Regions from separate parts of the Triticum aestivum genome. Here regions 2 and 3 are each linked to region 1. The links are chromatin contacts, called in public Hi-C maps. All regions are on one chromosome and are shown on one strand. Each heading gives the region's core, a stretch centred on a gene start, on an enhancer-like site or on the middle of the called end of the contact. The rest is flanking DNA. Distances are from core to core; before and after follow the strand shown.

The links. A called contact is a pair of places that touch in the nucleus more often than the background predicts.
Region 2: a contact with region 1 is called in a Hi-C map of leaf, with 2.7 times the contacts expected there. The contact joins the promoter of LOC123052267 here to the promoter of LOC123052263 in region 1. A contact is called at or near these places in 3 of 5 Hi-C or Micro-C datasets (all in leaf).
Region 3: a Hi-C map of leaf shows a contact between it and region 1, with 4 times the contacts expected there. The contact joins the promoter of LOC123052266 here to the promoter of LOC123052263 in region 1. A contact is called at or near these places in 2 of 5 Hi-C or Micro-C datasets (both in leaf).

The regions. Positions count from the first base shown.
Region 1 is chr2D:145,904,288-145,907,943 of IWGSC CS RefSeq v2.1, reverse strand. LOC123052263 (putative MO25-like protein At5g47540) reads left to right here and starts at 1,761. Exons shown (of 11, transcript XM_044475388.1): 1 at 1,761-2,240. The coding sequence starts at 2,112.
Region 2 is chr2D:146,306,062-146,309,717 of IWGSC CS RefSeq v2.1, reverse strand. It overlaps LOC123052267 (U-box domain-containing protein 4), which reads left to right and starts at 1,823. Exons shown (of 2, transcript XM_044475390.1): 1 at 1,823-3,570. The coding sequence starts at 2,287.
Region 3 is chr2D:146,170,292-146,173,947 of IWGSC CS RefSeq v2.1, reverse strand. LOC123052266 reads left to right here and starts at 1,904. Exons shown (of 2, transcript XM_044475389.1): 1 at 1,904-2,176; 2 at 2,560-3,656. The coding sequence starts at 2,597.

The sequences.
Region 1 (3,656 bases), core at 512-3,011:
GGCGGCGACGCGGGCGGTGGTGTCCTCCTGCTGCGCAGCGGCCGCGACGGCCTCATCCCTCGCGTCCGTGGCGTGCCTCCGGTCCTTCCTCTTGGCCGACTCCCTTGCCCTTTGTGCGGGCGTCAACGGCTTCTTTGGCTTGCCCGCGGCGGCGGTCTTGCGCGGGGCACGAGGCTTGCCTTTCCCAAAGGGGGCGGCGGCGCCGGACGAGGCGAGGGAGGCGAGGCCAGCGGCGGCGTCGAGGTCGATGGCGTCGTCCATGGCGGGTGTGGGGCAGGAGCGCGCGGGCGAGAGGGTTTTTGGGGGAAATGGTGGTGGCTGCCAGCGACCAGCAGGCACAGGGAGAGGAGTGGGTGCGCGCGCGCGTCCGTCTCATGTCCGCGTCGACGCAAATCCGGCTCAAAAAAGGGGCCGGGAATGGGTTGCCCGTGGATGAAAAGCGGACGCGCGTCCGTTTGGGTCGGCGCGTTGGGCCGCTTTTTGTGTTCGCGCCGACCCAAACGGACACCAGCGGACGAAATGGGTCGTCCCATTGAAGTTGCTCTTAGTGACTAAAGAGATTTATATTCTCTGCACAACCATGTAACAAAAATTATGGCATGCTTTTGTAGGAGTTGTGTTAAGAGGCCAAAATAACCATATACCGTGCAATACGTACTACCATAGAGTAAAAGACACAATTTTTGTATCGTGACATAAGATTGCCTGGCAGTAGAAAAAATTTGTTCCCTTGCAAGTGGCGTTTAGATTAGTTTTATCCGGTAAAAATTGATACCATGACATAAATACCATACGAATTTTGGTGTATGAATTGGGAACATGTATCTTATGTAACCTATAGGTGTGTTGAATGATGCGTCGGCTAAGTAGTTACTAGCATTTTTGCAAACCAACTTGTGGTTGGATGGTTAGAGGGACTATGGTATCCCAGCCCACTAGGGTTCAAGTCCTGGTGTTCGCATTTATTTCTGGATTTATTTCAGCATTTCCGGCGATGCGCATTCAGTGGGAGTAGACGTTCCCGTCGACGACGAGGTGCCTACGTTAACTTCGTAAATTTCAAGATGATATGCTAGTTCAGTCTTTCGGAGGTGGTCATAGGGGTAGAGTGTGCGTGTCTGCGTTCATAGGGGTGAGCGTATGCACATGTATATGAGCGCATGCGTCCGTACTGTGTTAGAAAAAGTAGTTAGTACTTTGCACTTCATCTATACAGAGTTCTTTGCTTCAACTTTTTTCCGAAAGTTCAAAGACGAAAATAATTTTTTCATCTGCTATGAGTTGCTCCTACGGTGTAGCAATGTAGACGATGTTACTCATTGAATTCCATGGGGTCCATGCTAGGATCACCCATGCAGGGAGGGAAAAAGGGCCATAATGATGTGAAATGCACACATGGCATTAAAATTATTGCATTATCATATTTGATTGATGACGGCTGGCATAGACGCGTTTATAATCTTAAATTCAATTATTAGCTTATCATCTAGTATTTGTATATGCAGCAATACATAAGTGGATAGCCGAGCTCGTTTAAATAGACAAGATTCAAATACGTTTGTACTGATTTGCATAAAAATTTTGGATTGGATTTTAAAGCATACCGCGTGCGGCTCACCTAGGCGAAAAGTTCGGCAAGATCACGGAGTCCAAAGTTGATCACCCAATTTTCTGCAGGCCTGGAAAGAGAAAAAAGCGGAGGAGAAAACGAGGCAGCGAGGAGCGGACGGGGCAAAGAAGCGTCGAGAAACGCCCTACCACCCCCCGGGCCCCAACCGACCCCCCGCATCGTCCGTACCGGTGGACAGAGCCATAGAGGGATCTCCGATCTCGGCCCTCCTGGCCAACACCGCCCCGCGCGACGAGTCCATCGCGAGCCCGGCATCCTCTCGACGGCAAAACCTAGCCTTCCCGCCGCGTCCCGTCGGATCGCGTCCGTCCCCTAGCGGAGGAGGAGGCGGGCGCCCTAGGAGGGGCATCGCGAGGTAGTCGTGGCGCTGTTCCGCGGCTGCTTCTCGTTCGGGTCGGCCGGGCGTAGAAGGCCCGCGGCCTCGCCCTTGCCCTCGCCGCCGCGCGCGACCGCCGCATCGGCATCGGACGACGGCGCCAAGATGAAGGGCCTCTTCAAGTCGAAGCCGCGGACGCCGGCCGACGTCGTGCGGCAGACGCGCGAGCTCCTCATCTACGTCGACCTCCACGCCGGCTCGCGCGGCGCCGACCCCAAGCGAGAGGAGGAGAAGGTGAGATCGAATCCGGCCGGTCTTCCTGTTTCTATCCCCCGTCCCTGTCCACCGATTTCGCTCGGATCGGGCAGGAGAGTGGAATTTTTTTATCCCTTGCTTGGTTTGGCCTGATTTGTGCCTCCGCACTCTTATTTCTATGAGCGTTACAGCGGGTGGAACGTTGCTGCTTGTGTGAGCGCTATGTATTATCGTCGCTGCTCAATTTGCTGCTATTTAGGCCGTTGTAGGAATTAACTAGCTTACTTCATTGTAATCTATGATGATTACATGACTGTAGCATATAAAAAGGGGCTGCAGGAAGATACGTTTTTTGGTATCGGATCATAACTAAGTTACTTAATTATGATAATGTTGCAGATGGGCCATGTGTTAGATGGTAGGAGTTTACTCGTCATTCACAAATTCAATGTATGCTTACAATTTTGGTATATGAGCTGCAAGTCAATTATGATAATATTTTAGACGGGACATGTGATAGATGGTAGGCGGTTTACTCGTCATCCATAAATTCAATGTATGCTTACAATTTTGGTATATGAGCTTTAAGTCAATTACGATAATGTTGCAGATGGGCATGTGATAGATTATCAATGGCTTGCTTGCCATCATAAATTCATAATTCGATGTACGCTTCTTGTTAGCATACATTCGACGTAGGAAGCAGGATTGTGCAGCAAGAGTGAACGCCAAGCTTCTAAATTAGGACCCTCTTATCTGGCGGCTGTTCGCTCAGAGGGGTGGCATTTGCGAACATTTTGATGACATTTTTAGTTGGTCCGGCTTGGCAGTTTCTTCAGAACAGCAGGGTATTTTCTGGAATGAAAGCTCAAAACTGCCATCCTCCCAGAAAATGCCATGTTGTTCTGAAGAAACTGCCACCCTCGATACAACTAAAACTGCCACGAAAAAGTTTGAAATGCCATGCTCTCCTGGCGAACGGTCGCCAGTTGGCTTTTCCGCTAAATTATGGGTCATGTAGTGGTCATGCCACTCAGCAAGAGCAGGGCGAGCAGAGTGGTCGGAGGCTCTGGTGACTACAAAGATTGACATGGCAGCAGCTCTCTGCATGGCATGGTACAAGGAACCTCCACACGGTGTCGTGGGCATTCATAGGCGCCACATCCCAACAGCAAAGGGGGAGGGATCTAGGAAATGAAGGGCTGCACAGCGATCACAGAATTAAGATTATACTTGGATAGTGAAAGTGGGATCAGTGGTGGCACATAGATCGGAGGTCAGAAAGAAGTCATGGAGACAGAGGCTAGAGCCAGTTCTGTTTCATCAACTGTCTCCCTCCACACAGCTTCCCTTCTATGCTGTTGTAGCTGATGTACATGGGCCGCAAGCTAGCTCTTGAGCCCAATTGCTGCGAAACCGTGCAGCCCAACATACATGACCCCATGCCCGTGAGAC
Region 2 (3,656 bases), core at 574-3,073, 400 kb before region 1:
ATTGCACTCTTGTTGGATGAACAATCATCTCTTTTGAATCGAGCCGATGCCACGGTTGCTTGTAATTTGGTAGGGCTCAAACATCTTCCTTTCATGAATGTTTTGTGGACTCTCGTCCCAAAAAAACAATGCCCTTTTGTTGCGCGCCGGTCCTAGGATCTTGGCTAATCTCCATCCAAGCTTGGCAAATCAACTTGTCCTCATCTTGTGTATATGAACCCGTGCGAATGCTCTTCCTCTTCTTTTATGCTTCCGCTCTTTGGGTGAGCTCGTCGATGAACAATGGCTCGCCACTAATATCAACGTCATTGCCTTCTTCTTCATCACCATCACCTTCGACATAGATGTCATCGTCTTCATGCCACGAGTCACCATGGTCGTAGTCAGCACAGTCGTCGGCCTCTTCATCGGGGACGTACTGGGCGCGACCATCCTGACTTTGGGTCTCCTCGGGGCCGTAGGCACGGCCATGCCCACCCTCGTAGATCACGTCATCCATGTACTGGTTGTAGAAGGGGTCGTCGACCGTTGGCGTTGGGGTTGGCATTCCGTCAAACAAGACGCGGGGGGCCGACATGGTGCCCGTGAACAGTGCCTGTGTCTGCTTTCTTTGCATCTCGACGGACGGCCGGCCGCCGCTGCTGGACCCAGGCGTGACGTTGAGGTCGATGACGGCCGCGGGGCGCGGTGTGGACGGCGCGAATAAGCCCACGTCCGGCGACCCCGAGAAACGGGTCTGGCCGTCGTGCCTTGGCGGAGGAAAGCCGGGCAACATGGGCGCGGTCCGCGACGTCGGCGACTGGCAGTGCGGAGGCCAGGCGACTGACGAGCCCGTGCTCGCCGGGCCGACGGCCGCTGCAGGGAACCCGGCCGGACGGCTCATGCCAAGCATGAAGATGGCGTGCGCTTTGTTGACGAGGACCTCCTTCTCGTCGGCCGCGGCCTTGCGCCGCGCGGCCTCCATCTCATCGCGCTGGGCGGCGAACTTGGCCGCGGCGGCATTGACCTTGACGACCGCTCTCCGTTCCCTCCTCTTCGCCGATTCCGCGTCCAACTTGCAATCTCCTCCGGCGTGCACTCCGCCCGCGGCTTCCTTGGTGCCTTCTTCTTCACCTTTGTGGGCGGGTCGACGGCCAGGCCGCCAGAACTCGGCGGGGCGTCGGCCATGGACGGGGGAGAGAGGGGGCGTGGGAGGGACGTGGGAGGGTTTGGGGAAATGGCGCCAAATGGGCGTTGGGGGGGGCGGGGTTGGTTTCTCCCACCGACAGGCGGGCCAGGGGAGGACAAGCGCGCGCGTCCCGCCCGTCCGCGCGCTGTCCGTTTCACCCCAAAACCAGCGCAAACTTGGACAGGGGATGTGTCGAAAGCGGACACAAAACGGACAAAGATCCGTTTGCGCCCGCGCGCTGGGCCGTCTCGTTTGCCCCTTTTACCTCAAACGAACGGGGGTAGGATAAAGTCGCGCGGTGGAGTTGGGCTCGTAGAGCTCCCCCCACAATCAAACCACAACACACGCGCACCCGAACGCCCCCGTGATGATCCCTTTTGACCCCCGAGTGGTTATTATTACACTACTGCGAGGCGTGCAAAGCGTCCACCTCGCATCCAGCTGCGCGCCGCTGTCCTGCGTGCGCTGCCTGACTGACTGACTGCTCCCCCGGGAAAAAGCCGCACCGCGGCTCAGATTTCACGGCCAGCTCGCGCGTCCCCGCCCGCCATGCCGAGGGGGAGGCGGAGCTCGAAGCCGGCCGTCCGTGTCACACGATACGACGATGCCGTCGCGCCCAACGCGGCACGGGCGGGAACAAAACAAACGGAAAACAAGCGATTCCTTGCTTCCACAGCCACCAAAAAGTAAACCGGCGGTGGCCAGCCACTGCCCACTGGCCCTGGCGCTTTCCTCCCCGACTGTTGCCCCCACGCCGCACACTCCCTCCACTGACAGCTCCGCGCAGGACCCCGCACGTCATCGGCCAGCGGCGCCACGCGACAAGTGCGGGAAGGCCGGACGAGATTTTCAGCGGAGCGTCGACACCTGGCCGTCGTCAACCCGGAGGCGGGGGCTACAAAGATCCACGGCGCACTACCGGCTCCCCATTCCGTCGTCCCCCGGTGCGCGCCTAGTGGGTGAACTGTGTCCGCGCACGGGCATCATCCTATACGTCTCTCTGTGACTCTGTGTGTACACATTGGTAGGGGTAGGACATCTCCCAGCCCAACCACCAACACACCGCCCTCCCTTCATCATCACTCCGCCCCAGCAGAGGCCGTGCCAGCCAGCCAGCCATGGTGTCGCTCGCCGGCTCCCAGATCCTCTCGCCCAAGCAGAGGCCGTGCGCGCCGCGCCGCCCGGGCCACTCCATGCGCACCATCCGCTCCGCGCTGCTGCACCCGGACTCGCCCCCGGGGCCCAGCTCCCGCCCGCGCGCCGCCGCCGACGAGGGGGACTCGGACATTGAGAACCTCACCGACTCCGTCATCGACTTCCGCCTCAGCGAGCTGGCGGCCACCGCGGGGCCCGCGCACCCGGCGGCGGTCGCCAAGTCCTCCTCCGCCAACGCGGCGGCCACGGAGATGCTGGAGCTGTCCCGGGACTTCTCCGACTACTCCAGCTTCAACTCCGACATCTCCGGGGAGCTCGAGCGGCTGGCCGCGGCCGCCGCCACGCCCAGATCCGACGCGCCGGACCTCGCCGCCGTGGATCTGAACGACCTCGAGTCCATGGATCTGTCGGCGGACGCGGCGCCGCTGGACCGCGTGGAGCCGTTCGTGCTGGCGTGCGTGCAGGCGCTGGGGCCCGACGCTGCGCCCGACGCGCGCCGCGCGGCGGCGGCCAGGATAAGGCTGCTGGCCAAGCACCGCTCCGACATCCGCGAGCTGGTCGGCGTGTCCGGGGCGATCCCGGCGCTGGTGCCGCTGCTGCGGAGCACCGACCCGGTGGCGCAGGAGAACGCGGTGACGGCGCTGCTCAACCTCTCGCTGGAGGAGCGCAACCGTTCGGCCATCACGGCGGCAGGCGCCATCAAGCCGCTCGTCTACGCGCTGCGGACCGGGACGGCGTCGGCCAAGCAGAATGCCGCGTGCGCGCTGCTCAGCCTGTCGGGCATCGAGGAGAACCGCGCCACCATCGGCGCGTGCGGCGCCATCGCGCCACTCGTCGCGCTGCTCTCCGCTGGCTCCACCCGGGGAAAGAAGGACGCGCTCACCACGCTCTACCGTCTCTGCTCGGCGCGCCGGAACAAGGAGCGTGCCGTCAGCGCTGGAGCCGTCGTGCCGCTCGTGCACCTCATCGGCGAGCGCGGCACCGGGACGTCGGAGAAGGCAATGGTGGTTCTTGCCAGCCTCGCCAGCATAGCCGAGGGCCGCGATGCTGTGGTGGAAGCCGGTGGGATACCCGCACTGGTTGAGACCATCGAGGACGGCCCTGCGAGGGAGAAGGAGTTCGCCGTGGTGGCTCTGCTGCAGCTGTGTTCCGAGTGCTCCAGCAACCGTGCGCTTCTCGTTCGAGAAGGGGCCATCCCTCCACTCGTTGCGCTCTCACAGTCCGGCTCTGCTCGTGCCAAGCACAAGGTATACGTTCTAATCCTCTCATTGCAAATGTTATGCTGAAATTGGATGTGATTTGCTTAATTTTATTCTAGTCATAACAATTGGCG
Region 3 (3,656 bases), core at 655-3,154, 270 kb before region 1:
GGAAGAAATAATAAGTTTGCTTCTTTGACACGATGGTATATAGGTTGTGTGTTGGGTTCGAGCTGTAGGGACTCACTTCTCTTTTTCCTAACAGCTAGTGGACTGCACTGAGAGGCAGGCCGGCCCAGAGGTCCAACGTGGCCCATTAACCCAGTGCGGGCAGCAGGAACGGGCATAGAATCCTTTTTTTACTTGTCTGTGGCATTGCTGTAATTTCTAGCAACTTCAGCGGTAATTTCATGAGGGACAGGCTGAAACAATCCTCATGATGTTGTTGTTGTTTATTAACACCCTATCCTATAAGCACCTTTGAGAGACTGAATCGGCGTATCATCTTGAGATCGACGAAATCGTCATGGACGCCTTCGTAGACGACGGGAACATATCCTCCCACGGAAAGCAAATTGTCGAAAGGTCTGGAATAAAACAGAAAAATACGAGCACCAGTATCAAGTCTAGGACTTTAACCCTAGTGAGTTCGGGATACCGCTGTTCTCCTAACCATCCAATCACAAGTTGAATTGTCAATCCTCCCTTTGTTTTTTAACACACTATAGAGCGCGCACGCACACACACACACCACACCTTTGTGAAGGCACGGCACACACCCTACTCATATGAGCATCTTTGAGAGACTGAGCCGACACATCATCCTGAGATTAACGATGTCATCACAGACTCCTACGTAATCGACGAGAACGTCTCCTCTCATCGAATGCACATCGTTGAAATGCCTGAAATAAATTTAGAAAAATACGAGCACGATGTCAACTCTAGAAATTGAACTCGGACTCCACATGTACTTTAGATGCCCAGATGTTAGACCCTAATGAGGGGGTTAGTCGACGAAATAAGTTTGAGGGGTCAGTGGGCGAAACAAGTTTCTCCACGGGCCATTTAGTAAAAATAATACCTCGGCGGCGGATGAGCGAGCAATCGATGGATCGGAGAATATCTGGTGCACCGTACTCGCGTTGCATATTTTAAATGTTCAAAAATTATGAAAAAAAGCTAGCACACAACACAAATGTAGGTTGTCATGAAAATTGAAGACAAAATTTGAACATAGCTCAAAAAAAAGACAAATTCAACACTTAATACTAGTACATAGCATAAGTTGTGCTCTGTTTTTTTCTTCAGATTTTTTGAAATGTTCTGCGGCATCTGTGCATTGGATACATCCTCGGATCGGTGAGGGGCGGGGCGAGGAATGATGGCGGCCGCAGAAGCGGATGATATCCACTTTGAAAACTCTGCGCAAGCGTGCGGCCGCGCCGGGTCCCGCACTGACAGCGACGCGCCCCACCACAACCACACCCACCCGCGCGCGCGCCCGCGAAACCTCTCCTCCTTCCTCCTTCTCAGCCGCCCGGAGGAGAGCCCAGACGGTTCTCGTCGATTAAAAACAAAACGAAACGCAGCCTCCCATCAAAAGGCCTTCCCCCTCCATGACGCGGCCCCACCCACGGAGGGAGCTGGAGGCTCCCCATTGGCTGGCCCCGTCACGCGCTGCGGCCAGCCACAAGGCTCCAAGCCCAGGCCGGCCCGCTGCGGCCGCTTGCGCTCGCAGAATCCCTTTGACTTTTCGGCAGCGTGGAAACTTGAGAGACCAGCGCAACAAAGCGCCTGCGACCCGAGCTCACGCTGTGCGACCCCTTTCCCGTATTTTCCACCCGTATATGCGTCCGGTTCTCTAAAGCTACGGCGGCACCCAATTTTCTACGCCTCCGGAACGTGTGCAGTGTCCTGACGGCTAAGTGAGCGGTCGCGGTACTGCCCAGCGGGGACGACGCTTTTGAATACCACTGCGTAATCTGAATAATCTAAGGCTAAGCGTGCCAATAATATCATCGGTTAGATTATCAATCATCCTGCCTGTAGGAGTAGATTAGGCTGCTGTGCTGTGGACTGTCTGTGGAGGCTGGCTGGCTGGCTGCTAAGGCCAAACAAGGCAATAAAAGCAAGCGCAGTTAGGTAAAGGGTGTAGAAAAGAAAGGCAAAGGGCGGGGAGGGGGCTATAAAAAAATCCCGTGCTACTGCCCTAATTCCCTTTGGACTTTGGCGTTATATCCATCCTCGAGCCCCTCCCTTCCGGACCCTCACCCTCTCCCTCTCCTCCGCCTGATTCCAGTGGTGCTGCTGCTTCTTCTCCGCCGGGACAGACGAGACACGCAGGGTAAGCATGCTCTGAGTCCCCCCCTCTTGTGTGCTTCCTTGTTTTCCAAGGGGTTTGAGCTCTTGCTTGCGCTTTCCCTTGGTTGGGACCGGGACATATGCATCGATCGACTTCTCCCTGGCATGGAAAATTGTTAAGGAGTTCTTTATCTCCAGTTGCTGTTTGAGTAGTTGAGTTGAATCGAGTTGGCTGGCTGGTGTGCAGTTCCGGTTTGGTTCGCTGTACAGTACTGTAGTAAGCATCCGCCGACGGTTCCTTATCTCCAGCTTGCGCACCTAATCTTGGATTTTGACCATCCAGCTGCTCTCCCACCTGTGTCCCCAAATTGACGCCAATCTTGTATGGATTTCGTTTGATTCGTGCTTGTTTCTTCTTGGTTACAGTTGCGGAGCAGCTAGCGGCGGAGGTGCTTTCTTCATCATGGAGTCGCAGCAGCAGCAGATGGAGGCGGTTTCTGCGCCGGCCGCCGCCACGAACGGGGGCGGGGAGCTGATCGGGTACGTGGACGTGCACGTGCGGAGCGCGCGGGACATCCAGAACATCTGCATCTACCACAAGCAGGATGTGTACGCGCGCCTGTCGCTGCCGGGGGAGGGCGCGCCGGCGGCGTCCACGCAGGTCATCAATGGCGGCGGCCGCAACCCGGTGTTTGACCAGTCGGTGCGCGTCGGCGTGCGCGCGGGGGACGTCGACGCCGCGCTCCGCTGCGAGGTCTGGATGCTCAGCCGGGTCAAGAACTACCTGCAGGACCAGCTGCTGGGGTTCGCGCTCGTGCCGCTCCCGGACGTCGTCGCCGCCGAGGGCGGGACGCTCGCGCGCGAGTTCCCGCTCTCCACCAACGACCTCTTCCACTCCCCGGCCGGGTTCTTGGAGCTCGAGCTCTCTTACATCGGGGTCGTGCCCGATGTCATTCCCGTCTCGCCGACGCCCAAGCCTGCGCTGGCCGATCCCGACGAGTCCGAGAACGCCGGCGACGGAGCCGGCGCTGGCGCAGGGAAAGACTACGAGAACATGGAGTTCCCTGACATGAATCTTGTGGAGGAAAACCAGATTATGCTGTCGGAATATGTTGGGCTGCCGTGCGCAGCCATGGAAACGCAGAGCTCCGAGAGCCTCCTGACCTCGGAGGACGTGGATGGTGCCGCCACCGAGTCCCACGACGCTGGCGTGCGCGTCGTGCAGAGCTTCTCCACGGATTACAGCACCGCCGACTCGGCCGGCGCCTTCCGGAGCGAGACGGCAGTCAGCAGCGTGTCCACCACGGAGTCCCCGGCAGCGGCCGTCCCGGCCACCCCGCAGTCCAACCCGTCGGAGCCGTCAGGAAACGCCCTCTCATCAGCAGGCCAGAAGGAGAAGGCCTCCGACGCGGCGGAGGTCGATTCGTCTCACACCGTTCAGGAGAGCCCGGCGGTGAACTCGCCCAGCACCGTGTCTGAGAACGCGGTGGACAAGCCGCCGGCGATGAGCTTCAACTTCGCGG